2 separate regions of the Mus musculus genome follow, and region 2 is linked to region 1. The links are chromatin contacts, called in public HiChIP or PLAC-seq maps. All regions are on one chromosome and are shown on one strand. The core of a region is the stretch at or near the end of the contact, and the rest is flanking DNA. Distances in the headings are between cores, read along the strand shown.

Evidence for each region. HiChIP or PLAC-seq counts read pairs in DNA pulled down with a chosen protein or histone mark.
Region 2: an H3K4me3 HiChIP or PLAC-seq map of pro-B cells shows a contact between it and region 1, with 7 times the contacts expected there. The contact joins the promoter of Tmem123 here to the enhancer-like site in region 1. A contact is called at or near these places in 8 of 39 promoter capture datasets (the 3T3-L1 cell line, the C10 cell line, the HPC-7 cell line and 4 more), 7 of 115 datasets of contacts at active chromatin or transcription factors (astrocytes, bone marrow-derived dendritic cells, effector CD8 T cells and 4 more) and 1 of 9 other capture datasets (adipose tissue).

Annotation. Positions count from the first base shown.
Region 1 is chr9:7,216,835-7,220,375 of GRCm38.p6, forward strand. It overlaps a transcript of Dcun1d5 not described here. Among named protein-coding and RNA genes, the nearest start is that of Dcun1d5, 34 kb to the left of the region's middle. Within about 2 kb of position 1,422, at least 4 of the 459 cell types and tissues checked have an H3K27ac peak or open chromatin away from gene starts, as enhancers often do. A contact at or near this core is called in pro-B cells, where this site is marked.
Region 2 is chr9:7,762,731-7,766,566 of GRCm38.p6, forward strand. Tmem123 (transmembrane protein 123) reads left to right here and starts at 1,347. Exons shown (of 5, transcript NM_133739.2): 1 at 1,347-1,582. The coding sequence starts at 1,492.

The DNA.
Region 1 (3,541 bases), core at 172-2,671:
GAGTCAAGGCAAAACCATATCCAAGTGAGTACCTATGTAAATAAGCTGTTGTACAAGCATTCCCAGCGCTCCAGAGTTTGCACCTGTGTACTAAATATCTGTTCTCTTCAGTTTTAGAGATCCTGACCCGTTAGTCTTTGGTGCTGGCAAGTACCCATCACAGTGCTTGGCATTTAGGCTAATCCACACTGTTTGAATATGTAGATACAAAGCATCACAGCTTATACAAACCTGTTTTCACACGTCTAGGGAAGCTTTCCTATCATTGTGTCTGAAGATATGAATATATACTTCTGTCTTTTCTTATTTTCTCTAACAACCTTTACCTATGGATAAAGGTTATTAGACATTGACTATTAGACTGTAATGTTTAGTAGGAAACAAAATAAATAAAAACCAAAAGCATTGTCAACGGTGGAAAGGAAATTCTAGCCTTTTTACAGTCCTCGGATTTCCAATCTGACTTTTATTGGAGAAGTTGAAGGTGAAATATAACATCTGCAGTGAATGAACCCTCTTCTTTCTCACAATTTTCACTAGGAAGGTCTTCTCACATTCAGGACTGGTTTTCTGCACCTTTGGGCATTCTTTCTTCCTCATGCTAGTTCTTGAATTTCTTTGTACATGAAGATCTTTGTAACATCCTTATTTATCAGGACAAGGCAATACCGTGCAGACTATCTATTCTCCAGTCTGAATCAAGCATCAGTTGAACTTGCTGGATATGTGTTCAATAAATGCTAGCAGTTACATAAAATCATTTGAAAGAGTTGGTCCACTTATAGATGCATTTGGTAATGTAAGAAAAACTTGGCCCCTAATGTCAATGATGTTTACCAATTATTTCCTCTGTTAGTACAGTTGACATGGTTCAGTGGTTCTTAAGAAGTGGTTAAATATAAGTAAGTGGGATTCTTAGTCTAGAGCAGCAGTTCTCAACCTGTGAGTCGGAACCCCTTTGTGGTCAAACAATTCTCTCACAGGGGAAATCTAGAGGTTTGAAAAATAGATATTTACATTACTATTCATAACAGTAGCAAAATTACAGTTGGGATGTAGCAATGAGATTATTTTATGGTTGGGGTTCACCACAATATGAGGAGCTGCGTTAAAGAATAGCATTAGGAAGATTGAGAACCACTGGTCTAGATTGTGTTTGGAATGAATACACAAGCCTTAACTGCTATAGTTATCTTTAAAAATCTGTCCATTTACACTGCACAGGAAGAATTTTATGAAACAAAGTATTTTAATGTCTTACTACTTCTCTTAAATCAATTGTTTTTTAAAATTAGATAACACTGTTTCAAAAGAAATTTTACCAGAAGTACAATTTCTTAAAATAACTAAGTGTTCTGGTTGGACCAGGGAGCTCTGTGTCTTCTTCACTCACCTGTACTATTTCCTAACTTTCAAAGGACCACTACCTTTCTAGTTGCTGTGCTTTGAGCACCACTTTGTGCCCACTTGTACTTCACAGAGTGGAGAAACTCTAGATTTCTATTTAGAAATTTCTATTACGTCCTTACATAAAGTCAGGAAGTATCTGGCATTGTTTTGATCTGCATATGATGACAAGTGCTTCAAGTCTCACTGGGAACTTTCTAGAACGATAGAGTATGTTAGCCTTGTTTTAGATTCATTATCTAGAGTTATGCCAAAAAGAGAAGGTACTACAAGTATCCAGCAGATATGGAACAGACAAAATGATTGACTGTCAATAGTTTGAAGCTAAAACGTTGCTATATTCTTTATTATATAAGATAAACTTGAATAGTTCCTAAACTGGTTTTGTATTTGTTTAGTTTTGTTTTGTTTTTGGCAGTCTCCTAGAATTGGGATGCCTGGAACATACTATGTTAGGCCAAAGTGGCTTCAAACTCAAAACAGTCCTGCCTCTGCCTCCCGCGCCTCAGCCTCAGTGCTGGATTTATAGGTGGGGGCCACCATGTTTTTTCTAAACTCTTTTGAAGCTTATGATCCCCAAGAGGACAAAGCTCAGAAAGCTGCTAAGGTATTCAGTTCATAAGGTATTCATTGAGTTATTCACTTCATAATGTATTTGTTGTGAGAATATACATGACTATCATCCTTCCAATGCTGTAAATTTCTTGAAAAATCTGCTTATGCTCGTGGCTAGTAATTTAGAAGTTTGCTTAGTGACATGAGTGAACTAATGAACTCTTACACAAAATGTCTACCTGTTTCTTACACATTCTTAAGAATGAAAAGCATGTCTTAAGTTTCTAACATAGTGTCTTGTCTCAAGAGTTTGCTGGAAATGTTGGCTGAACCAAATAGATGAAAGTATGCATGTCACCAGGGTCTGAGGTCTTCTTAATGAATAATGAATTATTTCATGACTGAAGACACCCCCTCAGTATGTTCTCAGTTCTTAATAGTTGAATAACGTGAACAACAAGCTACAAGATGAGCGTCTGTGACTTCTCGGCAGATGAGACTTTGGAGGTGGGGGAACTGGAGTTTTGAGGATGCACACTGGTAACCTGTCTTGTTTTCTAAAGCCCCCCATAATGCCTAATGCTTTACTTTGGGTGCAGTGGGTTCTGATAATTTGTTAAATAACAATCAGTGCATGATACTAATTGATGAACAGAGCCACTCTTAAGGCCGGCTCCTACCCCTGTCATTAAAGCCGTGAGCTCTAGGAAAGAAACTGGATCACTCGGAAATCCCTGGAACTCTGAAGTTAAATCAGAACTGAGTAAGTCATCATTTTCATACAGGCATTTTTCTAATGATGCTACTTTGTTGAAAAAAAGCAAACTGCAAGATAACCCCAGCAGAAAAAATTCTTCAGAAGGAAAGCTTCCTTGAGTGAGTGCTTCATCCTTGATGGTAGGCCACTTGACTTAGTGAGTCATCTTCCTATTTACCGATGATTTGTCTTAAGTTTGGTCATGAGATAATTACGTTGATTTGTCTATATTAGGAAGTAATTGGAGAAAAGTTGATTGCTATCAGTTGAATGAGGGGAAATCTGATTGTTCTTAATCTAGAGGCATGACTTGGGCTCTAACTTTATAAAGAATGGATTTATGGCATTATTCCTTGTGTCTAGAAGGCACAACACCATTCTGTCTCTAGTATCCTCCATGTATCTACTGCCTCTCATAATCATTGAAGTCTCCATCCCTACTCTGAGGTCTGGTTGTTTTTAGAAAATAAAAGTACCCATTCCTTCTGCCCACCTTGATCCACCATGAGTCCTGTATAGAGTGCTGGCAATGCTAGACTGGGATAGCCTATCACATACCGTCCTACCTTACTAAACTGCGAGCTCAAGAGCAGGCCTATAGATCTTTGCTATACTTGTTCCCAATGCTTAGAACTATACTCACTATGGAAAAAGCACTAATCAATGGAGCAAGTAAATAAATGAGATAATTTGCTCATGAGACCTGTTAGCCAACCTGTGTAGTTTTGTTCTCTGTGGTACACATTATCATTCCATTTTTTCATATTGAACTACTATTTAATACAAATGAATATAAGAAATGCTTATTAACTGTAATATTTT
Region 2 (3,836 bases), core at 97-2,596, 550 kb after region 1:
AGCTAGGGAACTGTGTAAACATGTAAGGTTAGATTACATCAGTATTCTTGAAACATTTCTTCTTGGGAAGTCAAAGGTAATGCCAGCAACTGACCTGGTGTCTGTTGAAGGCCCCTGGTCTCAGGCCACTTTCATGAGGCACTTATTTCACTGTTGAGATCCCTGTTCTTCTAGCTCAGTCGCTTCTCCAATACCCCGCCTCTTTAAATCACCACACTGAGCACTGGGTTCCAAAAACTGGAGTCAGGGCAAGCATTCATTCTGAATACAGAATGATCCTTCCTAGTCCATGCCTGGAAGCACTTGGCTAGATTCTTCAGAAATAGAACCATCAAATCCTAAACACACAGCTGTTTTTTAAAGCCCGTGGTAGATGCTGGTATTTTCAGGTTGGCTGGTTGCAGTTTCATATGTCTTGTAAATGTAGAGAAAACGGGCCTAATTAATCCATGATCATCACACATCTATAACAAAGAAGCTTTGTGGAAGTCGAAAAGTATTTTTCATAACAAAGTTTTAGGCTTATCTTTGAAATGCCCTGGATCAGGTGTTAGAGAGCTGCAATACCCTGTGGAAGCTGTGTCCATCTTCCACGTTAGTTGAGTGATGTGTACTAGACACATAATTTTAGAATTCTGAGTGGAATCAAAATGCAGCATTGGCCCTAGGGCTTACGAGGGATTTTGCCAAAAAACTAGACTACAACAGGCTGTTTTTGAGTCGGGACAGCGAACTCTAGAAGACAGGGATCTAGGTTATAGGTGCTAAGTTTCCAACTGGTCTGCAAACTGCACCGCCCACTCTACATGTTTTTCCAGTTGTAGAAAAAAGGAGGCACAAGTGGAGTACCAAGATCATGACGGTTACTTTGAAACTTTTTTGAGTCTGACTTTCCTTCACTCCTCTGAGAGGCTGCAATCATCCAGTCTGTGACTCCCTCTCTTACTCCGCGCCGCAACCATGCCAATCCCACCCGAAAACTTCTAAATAAAGCCTGTCTTCAGGAAGTCCTGGTAGACGACTACCCCTTGAAAGTCAGAGATAGAGCCACAGCTGTCGTAGCACTTAGTCCGGACCACGCCACTCCCAAAACCACGACCTCATCCGCCTCCGAGAGCCCCGCCTCTTATCCGCTCCTCAGTACTGTTCAGAGAGCCACGCCCCTCCCGTCTGAGGCCTGTCCCCCTTGCCCCGCCTCTGTAAGCCACGCCCTCTCCCGGCTCTCCTCTTTTCTCAGAGCCACTCCCTCTCTTGGCCCTGCAGCTCTTCCCCGCCCTGCCTCCTGTGGGCCACGCCCCTCCTGACTTTGCCGACCACGCCCTGGCCCCGCCCCAGGCCGCCTGGCCTATCCCTATTTGGTCACTGGGGGGACTGGCGGCGGCGTCTGCAGGGGAGCGGTAAGGGCGGAAGGGGACGCGGAGCGGTCGCGTGCGCGGAGAGCAGCTCTGGGCGCCGGGCGGTTGCTGCGGGCGCTCAGGGGCCCTGGGAACAATGGCGCTGTGCGCGCGGGCCGCGCTGCTGCTGGGCGTGCTGCAGGTGCTGGCGCTGCTAGGGGCGGCGCAGGACCCGACCGACGCTCAGGGTAAGTTGGCAGGCGCAGAGGAAGCGCACTGCGGCGGCCTGCCTCTCCATGTTCGGCGTCCGCGTGGAAAGTTCCACGCGTCCACGGTAGACTCCCACCCCAACCTCATTTCCCTCTTCGCCCGCGGGCCACCTGCGGAGCGAGACTCCGTCTCTCCCCTGCTTGGGGACGGCAAGCCGGCGTGGTGTGCAGAACTTGCTGAGTTTCCCTGGGATGGCCCTTCAGCCGAAGACTCAAGTTGGTCCTCTTCACTGTAGTTCTGTGGCTGGTAGCAAGACCTGTAGATTGAAATTTGTTCGCTAACTGCCGCAAAAACAGGTCTGATTGTCTACCCACACAGCTTCCTGCTGAAGGTACTCCCAGAATTCAAGTTGGATTCCAGGGCCAGTTCGGCTGAGTGGGAACCTTGGGTGTACGCGCCTTGTTCCCCTGCGCAGATGAGGCTTGTGCTCGGACTGTAGTCACTACTGCTGCATACGCAGCAGCCTTGAGGTCCCTGTGGTCCAGAGCCTACGACGTCATCATTAAGGTCATAACAAGATGATGTTGACAGCCTTCTGTGTTGGGGATTTTGTTTCTCTTCGAAACCTTGACGTTTTGAACACTTTGAGAAGAACTCTGAGTTTGTGAAAATTCTATTGTCCCTTGTCATCTACTAGAGTCCAGTCGCTAGGGAAATAGTAAACTAGGATAAGAAACTTTAAATGACCAAAGTCTTTGTGATTTTCAGCTCAGTCATCTGTTGTGTTTTTCAGTCTCATCTATGAAGGGATAACCAGTGAGTTTACTTAAGCAGATGATTTAGGCCCAACACCTGCTTTGGCTGGAATAATCTGGGTGAATTAAACAACCCTATTTCTGTTGTGCTGAATTTCACTGTGTTTTGTAGAGTCAGGATCTCTTGTATCCATGAAGCCCTAACTGGCTTTGAACTCCCTATGTGGCTGAAGATAACCTTGAACTTCTGATATGCCTAACTCTACTTCGGGGATTACAGGGCTTCTTCACTTCGATTGGTTATGTTTTATGTTTGCTCTTTTGACTTGTACCAGTGACAAACTGGAATTGCAGGACTACTTCTGAGATCAGTTAAGGAAAGAATGTTGAGACTCTGTCTTAGAGCAAATATTAGACTGCTTATGGGAGGAGGCCTTTATCCTACCCAGCTGCTTGCCTTGTGTGTACAGATTTTTTTCCTCTCACGAATTACTGATTGAAGTGGAGTGCCCTTTTCTATCTTTTGCCCTCAAAACATTTTTGTTGTTGTTGCTGTTGGACTTTCTCACTATGCTCTGATTGTGAGTGTCTCACTAGAGAGGTTAGTGCTATTTGGAAAACCTGAAATGCTCTGATGCCATGATTTCATGAACTAATAGAACCAATTCAGTTCTATAGAGATACCTTCAAACTGTGCTAAAAGAAGGTGTTGTTAAGGGAGTGTCAGGACCAGGCCTCTGGCTAATCTGAGGCACTTTTTAAGGCCAGCCAGGGCTACTTAAAGGAGACAATATCTAAAGATTTTAACAGCAAGCCAAAAAAACCAAATAACTAATATTTGTAGTCTTTATGTACAGCATGTAATTAGTCCAATTGGCATTACAATACATGGTGATTTTTAACAGTGTTCTGAAACATAGCTAATATTCCAGGTTCATTTTCTGCCATTGTTCCGCACCACCACCACTATGCTAAATTGAGGTTTGTAAATCACCCTTAGAAACCTTACCAGCCATCTCCTTTTCATAGCTGAGAAATCCTAGACTTCATGCAGTAAGCTAACTTATTTAAAGTAAAACAAGTATTACACCTTTGACTTCAGAGCAGAATCCAATCTCAACCATTTCATCATCATGCCACACCTGCTGTCCAGGGTATTGTAGAAAAGAGGAAATAATGCCATTGAACTTTTGGCTTTTTAAAATACTATTCTGCTTGACATGGTGGCATACATTAATCCCAGCATTCCAGAGACAATGCATGTTGATCTCTATGAGTTTCAGGCCAGCTTGGTCTACATAGTACCAGAATAGCTGGGGCTGTATAAAAAAACCTCTGTCTCAAAACACCAAGATAATAAAATAAATATATTATTAATAATAATGATTCCAGGTGTGGCGGCACATACCATTAGTCCTAGCATTTGGGAGGCTGTTAGTATTTTTTGATGGCAAATAACAAATTCATTTTCAACAACCTTAGGAGAATGAAATAATTTTTCATTAACTTGTAACTAAAGTTACAAAACTTTAACTTG